Linked DNA regions of Mus musculus: region 1 is linked to region 2. Evidence: chromatin contacts called from public HiChIP or PLAC-seq data. All regions are on one chromosome and are shown on one strand. The core of a region is the stretch at or near the end of the contact, and the rest is flanking DNA. Distances in the headings are between cores, read along the strand shown.

Evidence for each region. HiChIP or PLAC-seq counts read pairs in DNA pulled down with a chosen protein or histone mark.
Region 1: a CTCF HiChIP or PLAC-seq map of the NIH/3T3 cell line shows a contact between it and region 2, with 5 read pairs. The contact joins two enhancer-like sites. A contact is called at or near these places in 1 of 15 datasets of contacts at CTCF or cohesin (the NIH/3T3 cell line) and 1 of 115 datasets of contacts at active chromatin or transcription factors (bone marrow-derived macrophages).

The regions. Positions count from the first base shown.
Region 1 is chr5:104,404,728-104,409,239 of GRCm38.p6, reverse strand. No RefSeq gene overlaps it. Among named protein-coding and RNA genes, the nearest start is that of Spp1, 28 kb to the left of the region's middle. Within about 2 kb of position 1,524, at least 130 of the 459 cell types and tissues checked have an H3K27ac peak or open chromatin away from gene starts, as enhancers often do. A contact at or near this core is called in the NIH/3T3 cell line and bone marrow-derived macrophages, where this site is marked.
Region 2 is chr5:103,776,276-103,780,648 of GRCm38.p6, reverse strand. All of the region lies in intron 1 of Aff1 (AF4/FMR2 family, member 1), which reads right to left. Among named protein-coding and RNA genes, the nearest start is that of Aff1, 24 kb to the right of the region's middle. Within about 2 kb of position 1,873, at least 210 of the 459 cell types and tissues checked have an H3K27ac peak or open chromatin away from gene starts, as enhancers often do. A contact at or near this core is called in the NIH/3T3 cell line and bone marrow-derived macrophages, where this site is marked.

The DNA.
Region 1 (4,512 bases), core at 275-2,774, 630 kb before region 2:
GTCGTTATAGGCATAATTCACCATACCCACATTTCAGATATGTTCTGTGATTCTGTGTCTGGTTGTTCTTCTAAAGTTTGGGCCAAACAAAGATTTTCAAATCTTAGCTGAGGGCAAGGAATGTTTTGAACAACAACTCAGTGGATTCTGAAAACAATAAGCATCCGTATTGCTGATGTGCACAGCTTTGGGATCTCAGAGGGTGAGCCTAGGCTAGTGACTGCTGCAAGCTGTGCACTCATTCTCAGAGGTGTCATGGCTGTTTTGGGAATATAGCTTCCTTTTTGGAAATAGAGCGGTGAATGTTGTTTCCAGTTTCTAGACCATTTGAAATCTACAGAAGTCACCAAAATATAACATTTCAAAACTGTTGAATTTTTATTATTTTAATTTCTGAAAACCATAGAACTCAAAGGAACTGAGCCCCACGGTGGGATTTTCGAGCTCCTGCTTGGTGGAAACGCCTTCACCACAGCCCGTTACATCATCATCAGCCCACAGGTGGAAACTGAACATAAACAGAAGTAAATTATACAAACTCTGTTTATAGAGACTGTTCTTTGGTCATTTCCAGTCTTTTCCATTCTCTTTGGTCCCACTCTGAGCACCATGGTAAGTGCGCTGTGTTGGTACCTAGACTTCATTGTTATAACCACCATAGATCTTGAATGCTTTGCGGTCATGAATATTTTTGGGTTTCTGTTAGCATCTCTCAGGGTGATGTAACAAATAAAAACTTCTTTCTCTTTCCCTTTCTCATTCTTTTAACTCTCCCTCATCCCCACCTTTTCCTTCCTTCATCTCCCCTGTTCTCTCCTGTCTTTCCTCTTGTGCTGACTCAAACCCAGAGCTCTGCGTTCTCATGCTGAGATTCCCCACACGATACAATACGTTGTATAGAACTTCTGGACAACCCTGCAGTGTTATACACTTGTTTAAATATCTCTTTAGAAGTTTTTATTATTTCAGTCTCTGAGAAGAGAGGGTGGCAAGCAGGCAGGGTTCAACCCTACCTTCCATTGATCTAAATAAGGCGCCATTTGTTCTGCCAACTAGAGAAGGACTATTGAATCTGTCAAAAAGATGTAAAATCCAATAAAACTGGGCTTCCAATTTCTGCTTGAAGAGAAAAAAAAATCTCCTGGTGGTTTTTCAGTTATTACACAACTGGGTAGAGGCAGACACAGAATGCATTCTTTGTGCTGGGGCAAGAATAATGTGGAAAACCACAGCCCTTGGGCAATTACTCTACTTTTCTAGCTGTGTTGAGAAGTCTGCATTTAATTAAGAAGTAATGGAGGGAGAAGAACTATTTTTACTGCCACAGTGGTCTTTTTTTTTTTAAGTGTTCCTTGTGAAAACATGAAAAAAATTAGTTTTCATTGTTGTTAAAATAAAAGTCTACCAGTCTTCTATTAGAAGAATGGGAAGAACCTTACAGCAATTTCTCCCTCAGAGAGTGCCCCTAAGGTGGCAGCTCTTGAGTTCTTAAAGGGTGACTCACTGACAAACTGGCAAGATTGCTGTGGAGAGACTCCAAAGGGAGAAACCTAAGGCAGAGCTGGCAGAGTTCTCAGGAGAGACTAGAGGCCAGCCTTTGCTCTGTACTCTTCTCTGGAGGCCTCTGCATTGCCCTCCAAGGATTTTGCTCTCATGGCTGGGGACTGCTGAGATTGCTGCTTTGCCAGTACGTTCATGATCTTACCTGGGACTCAAGTGCGTTATAAGCAATCTGTACTCGACATCCACTCTGCCTTCAATCACCACCAGACTGGAAATACACATCTGTGGAACAAGAACAGGCTTTTTTGTTCCTGTTTCCTCCCCTCCCACTCCTCCTCCTTCCTTTCCCTCTGCCCCACCCTTCCCCGTCCCCTTTTCTCCCCTTCCCTGTATGACATGTACTGGCCTAGACTTTATATTATATTACAAGCAGTTTAGAGTTAAAAGTGCATGCGGGAATATGCATAGATGCAAATACTATGCCATCTTATCTATTTTATATGAGGATTTAGAATATGTAAATAGAACCAATTTTCTGTGGATATTAAAAGATTGTCTTTTAACAAATGCACCAGAAAAAAAGAACTGTTTGCAATCTTACTGAATAAATACAGTTTGTCTTCCCTAAAGGCTGCCTGCATGCCAGAATACTAAAACTCAGTATGTTTTTATGGGCTCTGCTTTCTTTTCTGTGATCTTGATAATCCAGCCACTGCTTTTGCTGGATCCTGTTTACCATGAAAGCGCCAACCCCCACCCCAGTTCAGGGGAGGTAATGCCGCTGGCTCCTCTGAGCTGAGCCCTTTGTGGGTTCTCACTGGCTTTAGTTCTGATCTGTTTCACACTCCAACGAGAATTCTGGCAACATCTAAGCAAAGCACAGAGCTCTGCTTCCCTAGAAATTAGCACCTAATCACCTTTAAGCTCAAGGAATCCCATGCTCTCCTAGAGTAAGACCAGACCTGCTTTTGACCTCAAAACTTCAAATCTGCCATCAACCATTGAGAGGACTCTTTAACTTTATTCCTATCTTAGTTCTGAAACCTATAAGCTGCTAACACCTCCCTAACTGGCATGCACAGCACCCAGAAAAGGAAGCCACACTATTTCTGATTGAAGAAACAAACCTTTTGCCCATGAATTCATTTAGCACTGCAGAAAAATTCATTAAAATATAAATATTTTGTAAATATTTTATTAGTGTGTGTGTGACGCCACATTAGTGTTCATAAGAGGACAACTGTGGCAGGCGATTCTCTCCTTCCACCACGTGGATTCTGGAGTACTGATTCAGGTTATTAGACCCGATGACAAGCATCCCTATCCAATGAGAAATATTGCCTGCTCAAGATATCAATTTTTGGGCATTTTTAAAAATATCTGTGGATTGTCAGAGGTATAATAAGATGCCAGCTTTGGTTAAGTTATAGTTCTGGCTTTTGTATTTTGACCAGTAGCAATAAAACCCATCCCTTGTGTGGGATGTGGCTATGGATCCAGACAGGGGGGGGTCTCAGCTAACTGCATAGGAAGAAGTTTGCTTTCAAGTATCAGGGACAATAGATTACATTGTTAATTACATGCATTCAGGTCATCTTATTATGATGTAATTTGGAGGGAACTTGGTCATCTTGGTACCACCAGGGAGCTGTGCTAGTATGTTAAGTGAGTTGGACCTAGTGAGAACTTTCCTGTTTGACCTAGTAAAGTAACTACAGGCCACAGTGTGAACCAATTGAGTACCAGGGAACTGACACTCAGGGAGGCACTTTAAGGAATCTAGTTATCTTAGATATTCAGTGACAGTCTTTCTAAAGTGAGATTTGCCTTTCTGAACCATGTGCGGCCTGCTGTAAAGAAAGAGACGGTATTGTGAGACCCTCTGGAGTTAGGAGGCTGAGTATGTCACATGTAGGAAAACTACTCCTACCATTTGTTGGAAACCTTCAACGCTGGCAGATTTAAACAGAGAAGAGACCAAGACAAACAACAAAAGGCCTTTCCTGCGGCCTAGGTCATCTTGTTAGCTGTGATGCCCTCTCATCTAAACACTTCTTTACTATGCAGAGCTCCTGGCAAGCTTACAATGAAGGCCCTTAGGTGTTTGGAGTAATAATCCTCAGTCAGAGAGGCCTCAACATGAAAAATATGCTAGCATCATCCTGGGTATGGCAAAGACCAAATATGTGACCTTGGGATATAAGTGAATACGCAGTATAAGTTGGAACATAGGCTTCCAGGTAGGCTGCGTGTGTTTTATGTCAACTTGACCAAACTAGAGTCATCTCCCTCCTAGAATGCCTGGGGACTGGTCTCAGTACATTCTGTAGTTGAATAAACAAACAGTGATTAGTGTTACCTCACTGAGGTAACTGGAACTCCGGGCTCTTTAAATCCTGAGTTGCCATGGTTTGTTGCCGTGACAATTGATAGTCATATACTGGAATCTTTTCTCCATCTGTTACCCTGAGCATCAAAATCCTATGAGAACCACAATTCCACTGAGAAAGATGGCATACACACATTTTTCCTCAATGCATGTCGGATGCAAAACTTCTGTAGAAGTAATGCTGGCTTATTATCTGCTTAGCCTGCTCTGGGTCTGGAAACAATTTCTATGTCTCAAGACATATTCTGTTGAACAATTTAAGACAGTAGATGTTAGGAAACTCAGAAAATTCCACAACTTAGCAGCCAAACAATATTGTTAAGATCTGGATTGGGCATGTGCCCTTATTGTAAGAATTCCTGGAGTTTTTCATATGCAAATTGATAATTTACAGGTGCTAGAATGCCACGCAAAGCTATCCAAACTTATTAGATAGAAAATGCTATTAGAATGTTAATGTATCATTTTCTCAAATAACGTCTTAGCAGCAGGCATCTGTTGACAGACAGGTTTTGTTGCACGGATTAATGATGAATTATTGTTTGTGTGCAGAGAAGTGGGAGGTGTTTATAATGGTGTCTTCTGAATTTCTTCTGTGTAGCTCATTCACTCTTGTGAAA
Region 2 (4,373 bases), core at 624-3,123:
AAAGGCAACTACCTCCCCTGGGAGAAGCAACAGATTTTCACACTCTTGAACACTCAGGGTAACACCACACTGATATCCAAAACGCCTTGCTGGGGGGCAACGGCACTCTGAATTAACACACCCTCCTGGGTGTTTAAGAGTAGGGCAAAGGCCTTGTCAAGGCAGATTACAGAGCCCAGGAGGGCCCCATGGAAACAGGGTAATGACCTTACAGAGGACCAGCTGTCCCGGCCACCATGTTCCTCAGTCAGCACTGTCCTGAGTGCCTCACTGGTTCTTTCGCACGGTCTCAATCTCTCTCTCTCTCTCTCTCTCTCTCTCTCTCTCTCTCTCTCTTTCTCTCTCTCGTTTTCAATCAGACCTGACAAAGTAGAATTTCTTTAAAGACCCATTTTCCAATTTGGGAAAAAAAAAAAAAAAAAAAAAAAAGAGGCTCAATGACTGACTGACTGTCTCACAAAGCCCTGGAAATCCAAGCTTGGTTAGTGATGCAGCCTTACGCTCCCAGTCGCTGGGCTGAGTTACACAGGGCAGTGATGACTAAGGTGTGCTAGCTGTTAATCACTCTTAATTCCTTCGTTTCGAGGAGGTGCACGGCAACCCAGGTATTATCCCTACCAGCAGAACAATCTCGGAACCACAGAACGCATGACTGGTTCGGCTGATTCCACAAAGCCCTTACAGGAAGCTCCTTGAGAGGGGCCTCAACAGGCGCTTGCTCTTCCGTTTTCTAAACACTGAGCTGCATACAATCCTTCTTTAGATCCTTGTTAGATTTTACACACTTGGGGGTCACTGATCCCACAGTAACCTCTGCACTCACAAGTCATGTCTCATACACTAAAGACATCCACAGACAGGGATAACACTCAGCAACCACAGTCTGGCATCAGGATGCTCTGCATCCTGGAGAGTCAACAGAACACAAGGATATCTACAAGGATATCTACAAGTCCCCCCTGCCTCCAGAATACAGGCAAAGTTCATGACCCTTGCTCCTGCTGACTGTAAAGGGCAAGGAGGCTACTTTTGCCTTGGTATTGATGATCACAGACTCATGGTTGAGAAAGGGGGACATAGAATGTTTTGGGGCAGGGTGGGGGTGGAGGGAAACAAATAAAGACAAAATTGAGTCTTCAGAACCTTGAGCTGCCCTGAGTTTATTTAATCAACATCTGGACAGATACAGTTTAACGTGTCGACATTTTTCATAAAACCAATATGTGAAAAGTTTCCAAGCTATTGGGTGCTAGGGACAGAAACAAGGGCAGAAGACAAGTGTAAGTCAGGCGCTGCCAGGACCCTTGAGAGAGAGAGCACTTATGCTCCAACGCACAGAACACTGCATTGCAGAATAAACACAAGCCAGCCGACACTCTCACTGACAGAACTCCCCACACAAAACGGGTAAAAATTTAAAAAAAAAAAAAAATCCGAACGAACCTCTGGAAACCTAAAACACACAGGGTGTGCTGACTTTCAGAGAGGTGGTGAAAATGCTGAAAAATTCAGCTCCAATTCCTCACCTCTTCAGAGTACGGTGATTAAGTCAGCCCCATGCTGGGCCTGTCAGGGTGCATTTACTCAAAGGCTTCTCCTTGGGGGATGGAATGTGTCACCGAGGAGTTAAAGTACTGAGAAAACCCAACTCTGTAGGCATGGGGGCGGGGGTCCTCTCTTCTTCTTCCTTACCACTAATGAGGGAAGGAGTCAAAGAGGCTGGGGGGAGGGGGGGAGAGATGAGGAAGGCCTCAAGCCACACAAAGGCCCAAGCTGGGCTGGAGACATGGTGCAGCGTGCTGTGGTAAGGTCCACCTGAAGAGCCTTCTGCCAGGCCAGAGCTCAGAGCTCACAAGCCTTGTCACTAAACTAGGTTAGTCAATCAGGAATGCTGAATGCCATTCATGCTCCCATGGCAACCCAGGGCCCACGGGGCTGCCTGTGAACAGCTGACTACCCATTTATCACCCCTGACTGCTCACTCCGTGTATGCCTTTCTCTCAAAGATGTCACCAGCTCCCTCTAGAATTAATGCTCAAAGTTTTAACTCTCCTTTGGAGAGTACGGGGGAGGAGTATCTTCTTTCACGCGTCTCTCCTTGTAGCCAGAGAAGGAGAAAGAAATCAACCCACTGGGTTCTGACTCACTGATTTAGCTCTTTGCCGTCCTGCCCTGACCATACAAAACAACTTATAAGACTCACGGCTTCCAGCCACCTTGCCTTACGAAATAGGGTCCCTGTGTCACAAGTGGATAGAAGTGAAGGAACGGGATCGGCGGCTTCTGTCACGTGACTTTAGAGCACTGGAAACGGTTCTGCCTGGCTTACATTTGTCTTCTGTCCTTTGTTTCCATTCCAAAAGCTTGGGAACTTTTTCTTTCTTTCTTTCTTTCTTTTTCTTTTTTTTTTTTTTAACACATTGGCTTTAGGAAAAACTGTCACTGCATTTTAAAATTACATTAGTTTGCCATTAAACTGTATCTCTCCCAATGTTGCTTACAGAGGACAGCTCCGTGTTTTGGAGACAAAAATAAATGTTTCCAAACACAAGAGACTACTCCCCCCCCCCAGTTCCATGTGTATGAAAAGAATGTGCAAGAGGCTTTCTCATAATAAAAATCACTCAGCTAAAACTTCCATTCTTAATACTGCTCCCTTAACCTAAAACACACTACAAACAACAAGCTGAATCGGGGGGGGGGGGGGGGGGGGACTTGGTCCCCCAAACACTCAAACTGACACTTAAAAAAGCAATCGGGGGCCCCTCCAGAAGACAACAATGATTCTATCAGCTGTATTCCTGGGGCTGATCATCTGTGTTAGGACCCCACACCCACCTTCACACAATTTAAATCAGCCTTGAAAACACTGCTCAGGGAACCTCCTGGCCACTCACTCTCCTCTGAGAGTAACTACACTCGATAAAGAAATTTAAATTCTTGTTACGCATCATAAAGTCTCTTTTTCCATTCTGAGGCAGTTTGCATACCTGAGATGCATGTTACAAGTTTTAGACTGATACCGGCTCTAAGGAAACACCATGTTAATTCACCTTGCAGAAGAACCTGGCACATACTTCTACATAGGTTCTAACACACTTTACACTCTGTTAGGTTTCCCAGGAGACTAGGGTGACGTGGTTGAGTGACAATGTGGTTCCTGGAGCATTCTGTGTATATTCAGCTCTGTGCCTGGCATGGTAGTGCACAGCTTCAATATCTTCACTTGGGAGGCAAAGGCAGGCAGATCTCTGTGAGGCCAGGCTAGCCTGGTCTGCGGAGCAAGCTCTAGAGGAACCAGGACTACCAAGAGACTCAGGTTCAAAAACAGTTTTGTTGGAACATTTGCTTCACAAAAAAGATATTCATATACTATTTTAGCGGAGTCTCTCTCTCTCTCTCTCTCTCTCTCTCTCTCTCTCTCACACACACACACACACACACACACACACAGGGCAAAACAAAATGGAGTAAAGAAATATTGTGATCATTATTTTGCAAAGCTCTAAACAGTAGATCAGCCCCAAACTGTAATTCTAGATCCCTGTGTATGAAGAAGCAAAAGCTCACAGCCTGCAGTAAAACAGAGAAAAACACGATCCAAAGTCCAAGTGCCAGGGCTGGTGTTTTATGACACACTGACCGTTTCTCCTTGGAATACATGCAGATATATTTAGAGGGAAGATCTTATTAATCTACAGGTAGAGAAGCCTAATCACCCGCCTTTTTGTTAAGCTGGCTTATGGTGATGCACTACCCAGCAGAAACGAGAGACACAGATAGAAGAAAGGCTAGGTGTTCCAATACACAGCAGACAAAGCCTTCCACACATATCAATAAAGGGGGATGGGATAGAGAACAGGGCTGGAGCAATGGCCAAGCAATTAAAAGCACTGCATTAACAGGCTGTAACTCTAGTTCCAAGGAATACCTTTGCTTCCCTTGACACTGGGCACACACAAGGTGCACAGGGATACATGCAGGCAAAACACCCAGACACATAATTAATATATAATATATAACATATAACTTGTAATATGTATGTATGTATGTATATTAGGGCTAGAGAGATGGCTCAGCAATTGAGAATGCCCAACGCAGAAGACCAAGGTTTAGTTCCCAGCACCTACATGGCAGTTCACAACATCTGACACTTCAGTTCTAGGAAGCTACTCAGTGCCTTCTTCTGACCTCTGTAGGCACCTGACATGCACCCATACACATAGAGGAAGATAAATAAATCACGCACACGCGCGCGTGGACACACACACACACACACACACACACACAAGGAAGACTACCATGCAAATAAGAACAATTGCAGAAGCCACACCAGTGAAAGGAGGTAACTTCTCGCCTCACAGGCTTGGCAA